2 separate regions of the Rattus norvegicus genome follow, and region 2 is linked to region 1. A link is a contact called in public Hi-C data. All regions are on one chromosome and are shown on one strand. The core of a region is the stretch at or near the end of the contact, and the rest is flanking DNA. Distances in the headings are between cores, read along the strand shown. Region 1 has its middle 90 kb from the start of Xcl1. Region 2 has its middle 47 kb from the start of Tbx19.

The links. A called contact is a pair of places that touch in the nucleus more often than the background predicts.
Region 2: a Hi-C map of the A7r5 cell line shows a contact between it and region 1, with 4 times the contacts expected there. The contact joins two enhancer-like sites. A contact is called at or near these places in 4 of 12 Hi-C or Micro-C datasets (the A7r5 cell line, the Rat2 cell line, Schwann cells and 1 more).

Annotation. Positions count from the first base shown.
Region 1 is chr13:79,874,179-79,876,920 of GRCr8, forward strand. No RefSeq gene overlaps it. Among named protein-coding and RNA genes, the nearest start is that of Xcl1, 90 kb to the left of the region's middle. Within about 2 kb of position 1,378, at least 4 of the 93 cell types and tissues checked have an H3K27ac peak or open chromatin away from gene starts, as enhancers often do. A contact at or near this core is called in the A7r5 cell line, where this site is marked.
Region 2 is chr13:79,957,808-79,960,549 of GRCr8, forward strand. No RefSeq gene overlaps it. Among named protein-coding and RNA genes, the nearest start is that of Tbx19, 47 kb to the right of the region's middle. Within about 2 kb of position 1,399, at least 11 of the 93 cell types and tissues checked have an H3K27ac peak or open chromatin away from gene starts, as enhancers often do. A contact at or near this core is called in the A7r5 cell line, where this site is marked.

The DNA of each region.
Region 1 (2,742 bases), core at 128-2,627:
CTTGATAGTGACTTATATTGCGTTGCATGTCCTCCTCAACATCTGGTCATGTACAGCAGGTGTTCTTGGCAGCTGATGATTGCTGATAATAGTAATGGCCACATCTTCTAGGTAGGGGGCAGAGTTTTACACACACACACACACACACACACACATACACACACACCACTGCCACCACCATCACCACAACCACCACCACCACCAATTCCTTCATCACTACCACTCATGAGCCATGCCTCCTTTCCAATTTACTATATATTTCCAGTGCTTCCAGGAGCAAAGGACAAGCTCACTCTGTCTGTCCACTAGAATTTGACTGAAGTTGCCCCCAAAGCTAGAAGATATGAACTTCAGTGGGGGAGAGTCAGCTCCCATGGTTTCCTCAACGCTGACCATGGGACTGGAAGTGCGGAACTCCCATGATTGACTCTGCCCTGCCTCATACAGTTCTCTCCTGTAAGCAACACCATTTTGATAATCCCTTGTGTGTGCACACACTCTCCTCTCTCATACACACACACACACCAGTCATTAACCATGATCAACTGAGGACCACTGATAAGTGATCTTCCTGAAGCCAAGTGACCTTACCAGCTCCATCATTTCTGTTTCAGTGGACACTTCCCTCCACTGTGGAATCGTTTGGTACTATTCCTGGGGCAGAGGGCATCTCTTAATTTGTCCTGGAAGGGAAACTAATATAAGGTATTTTCTACTTGAGATGTCCAACATCTCTCAAGTAAAACCCCATTCTTCTGGGCAAGAATAGCCTTCCAGGATCCTACCTTCCTTACACACCCTCCCCCCAGGTGACATCATCTCACTCAACATCAAACCCGAATTCCTCACCTTTCTTTTTTTTTCTTTTTTGGGGGGCTGGGGAATCGAACCCAGGACCTTGCGCTTCCTAGGCAAGCGCTCTACCACTGAACCAAATCCCCAACCTAATTCCTCACCTTTCTATATGGCCCATGATAAGTCTATTTTTTTTTTTTGTTCTGTGTGTGGTATGTACATCTATGTATGTATGTGTGTTTTTATGTATGTACAGGTTGTGTGTGTGTGTGTGTGTGTGTGTGTGTGTGTGTGTGTGTGTGTTTAGGCCAGAAGTTAATACTGAGTATCCTCCTTGCTTACTCTCTACTTTATACATTGAGACAAGGTTTCTCACTTGAACTCAGAGCTCAAGAACTCAACTGGTCTAGTCAGCCTTCGTCCTCTAGGGATCCCCTGTCTCTGCCTCTCAAGCATCACTGAGATAGGAAGGCATCCACACTCACCTAGTGTTTCCATGGACACTAAGGATCCAAATTCCTCCAGTTCCCATCTTTATTCAGCAAGCACTTTACCTCTGAGTCAGCTCCCAGCTCCCTGTGGCAGCAGAATTACCATACTGAGAGGCTGTGTGACTCTCCTCCATCACAGTCGAAAGCTCAGAAAGATACAGAAGGTGTCTTTAGCTGAAGACCTTAGAAACAGTCACTAGGTAAGATCATGGGAAAGGGACCATGCCCACCCACCCAGTGCAGTAGCCCAAGCCCAGCTACAGCCTCTGGGTGTGTTCAGGTCCTAGGATGCTTACATCTGGCCAACAGCTATGAGCAGCTAATTTTTGTCTGTTCCACTTGAGTACCTAAAGGCTGCCAAGCCCTTAGAGTGCTTGCATCCATCCCCTGCTCAGTCTGAAGGAAAACTGCAGGGAGCCATCTGTTCCAGGAGAAGGAGCGCCACCTGCTGTCTCTGAACCCTCTCTGCATGAAGCAGATAGATAGATAGATAGATAGATAGATAGATAGATAGATAGATAGATAGATAGAACGAATCAAGTCTTACTATTTGAAAGTTTTCATTTCTCACTTGTTTGCTTCTTCCTTTCTTTCTGTCGAGAAAAAGCCCAATGAATCTTCAAACTCACAATCCTGCCTCTATTTCCTGCTGGCTGGGGTAGCAGGCATGCCCTATGATGCCCAGATAAGGGCTTTATTTCCAGTCACTCCTAATAAACAGATGAGACGTAGCATAAATGGTTTTGCAGCTGACACGAGTCCCTGGTGTTTCTGGGTGGTCATTTCTTAAAACAAGAGAAAGCAGTTGCATCCAGTTGTGGTCTCTACTTGCCTGTGCTGTTATCCTGCCACTGAGAATTGAGCTTGAGAAGAGAGATGCAGCTGCATAGGTATGGACAGGAAACACAAACACACAGTGCCTCGATTTCTACCAGAGTTGGCCTCATGCACAGCCCACAGAGCCTCATGGGACCATGGTGCCTCGCATTCATTTTCTGTAAGGTGGGAATCATAAAAAGGGTTTACCTAAAGGAAAATCTTCATGCCATTGAGGTTTAAATGAACTAATTACATGCTTCAATTTCACGCGTCATAAGGAGGCTATCTGTCGTCACAACAGCCATTCATTCTACAAGCCTCACCTCTATGGCACATCTGTGCTCCTCACTTGCTACTCAGTGTTGTACCAAAGCCCAGATCTACTGCGAGTGGTGATTTAATTAGTTAGGAAAATGACTTCACAAAGCAAGCTGTTGAAGGCAACAGAACAGAACAGAAAGAAAAAAACCCTCAAGGAAATCGACAGGTGCTGGGCTAAAACACAGGAGTAATGAATGACTTGGAGAAGGAGCCAGGAAATGAGTGCCAGTGGGGGAAGCTTTTCCTTTCAAAGCCTGAAAGGCAAGGGAAAGTCTACAAATCTCATTACACCATTTCAGTAGAAAATGGTCATGAG
Region 2 (2,742 bases), core at 149-2,648, 84 kb after region 1:
CTCACTGCTCCCGTTAAATCTCTGCTGAGATTTGCGTGTTCTCCTGCATCCCTTACTCTCTCTACGCTGTGTAAGGCGAGCCACGGTGTATTATCACCGTCTGCTTTCTGTCTGCTGCGGGTCCTGGAGACCTGCTCTGAGCATACACCTCATTCTCCATGGGAGTGCAGGGCGCCTGGGGGTCGGCCAGGCCCACACAGGCAAGTGTCTTTGCCCTGAATCTGGACACTGGAACCCCCTGAGTCCTCGCAGCTTTTCCTGTGAACAGTTCTAATCTATATTTAGACAGTTGCTTTTCCCCCCCAGAACCATGACATTTCACTTCATCTTCTTTGTTTCAAACCTACTCTTCCCGCTTCTGGATGATTTTAAAATTTCCATCCAGCTATCGGTTACTGAATTCCCCCTGAGCTTTGTCTCAGATTATATGATTATAAGAACGTGCCACAGCCCCCACACTCCCGGCCATGTCATAGACAAGAAACTGAGCGTGGGAAAGCCAGGCTTAAGGACGGAGTGAGTACTCCGCCTCAGCTAGACCGTCCCTTAAGCTAAAAAGAAAACCTGGTTACATCTGACCCCAGTGGCATCCAGCTGCTACTACATGTTCCACGTTCTTCTCCAAGAACACGGCAGGGACACACATTCCCAAATCCCAAGCTGAGATGGTTCCAATATCCTCTACTCATGGCTTCCTTGAGCTCACAAATCTATTACCTTGTTTTAAAGGGTCGAAAATGGTGTCGGTTTCTTATATTCCTGTGGGCAGTGATCGTGCAATTTAAAAATACTCCTAATCTCTCCCAGAAGAGGGCGCTTGAACGTTATCTTTGCCAATGGCCCACTTATCTCCTGCTTGCTTTGTGGTACCTTCCCTCTAAAACTGTATCTACACGTTTCCCAGCAGAGCACACCACCAGGGTTGAGAGAAGCCAGATGCCCGGGCCTCCACTATGCAGACGCCACGGGTTCTGGAGCAAAAGGGATGTGTATTAGATCCTTTTTGGATTGATTGGAGAATAAATAAATAACTAAATAAATAAATAATAGGAGACTGAAATCAGAAGAGAGTCGGGGTGGGGGGTTGGGGTGGAGTGTTAGTTCTTTAATCTTGAGTCAGCTTCTCTATGCAGGGCGAATATTGAATCCAAACAAGGTTCCCAAAGCCCCTGTCCGTTACACCTATAATTTCCTCTCCTCCCTGGTGCCCATCTCTCTAGCACGTTTCCTTAGGTCTAGAGTCTAGTGTCCTTTCCTTTCCTTTCAAAGCACTACAGCAGGAGCACACACTCTATGTTCTGTGTGGGTCACAGTGCAGCTTCAGATCACTGTCCCCACAGCTGCCACCAACTCACCAGCCCCCTCCCCTGATCTGTCTTCGAGAAACTTGGCAAGGCCAGTGACTCAGCCAGTAGGCATTCCTGGGCCATGAGGGAGCATGCATTTAGCTCTTGTCATAGGTTCAATTGGGACTGTATTCTGAAAAGTTCCTGCAAAGCAACTGCCAAGCCAATAACAAATTTTATAACTCCTTTGTAGTCTGATTTTTAATAATATTTTATTTATTCATTATAAATTCCATTTAAGCATACAGTGCACTTTGGTCATACCCACCTCACACTACCTCCCTCCAATTCTTCCAGGAACCCCGAACCCTTCTGTCTGTCTTCATATTGTTGTGTTATCCTCGTTAGCGGCAGCAGTGGCAGCAGCAAGACCGGAGAGACTGCTCAGCAGTTAAGAACACGGGCTGCTCTTGCAGAAGCATCAAGTTCAGTTCCCAGCACCTGCGAGATGGCTCACCGTCTGCTGTAACTACAGTTCCAGGGATCCAATACTCACTTCTGACCTCCACAGGCATCAAGCACTCGTGTGGTACATAAACATGCATGCAGGCAAGCACACACACACACACACACACACACACACATATACACACACAGACACACACAGACACACACATAGATACACACACACATATACACACACACACAGACACACACACATATACACACACAGGCACACACAGACACACACATAGATACACACACATACACACACACATACACACACAGACACACACATGCACACACAGACACACACACATATACACACATACATACACACACAGACACACACATAGATACACACACATACACACAGAGGCACACACAGACACACACACACAGACATACACAGACATACACACACACACACACACACACACACACACACACACACACTAAATTTAACAATAATAACCCCTAAGTCTATGTTCTGAGCACATAGTCATGGATGTAGAGCCATCTACTATGGCATGCGTAGCCTACAAGATACCAAATCACTTCCCAAAAGGAAAGTGAGACCTCCCCACATCCCCCACCGACCCCTCTGTAACCCAGGCTGGCCTCACACTCGCTCCTGTCCTAGTCTCCTGGATGCTGAGGTCGTAGCCATGAGCTGCCAGACTCAGGTTATAAACTCACAAGCTTTACTCTTGTCAGCTCACCCAGTGGAACTTACCCTGAAGAAATAAAGAGAAGGGGCATACATACATATGTACATACATACATACATGTGTGTAAACATATATGTATATGTATGTACATGTATGTGGTAAGATATTCTTTGTAGCTTAAGTGTTAGCTTCACAGAGCCCCAAATTTTGCTGAAAACTTACATAAGTCCATTAAACAAAATTTTACTATGAGGCCCAGGCTGGCTTTGAACTCAAGTTCTTCC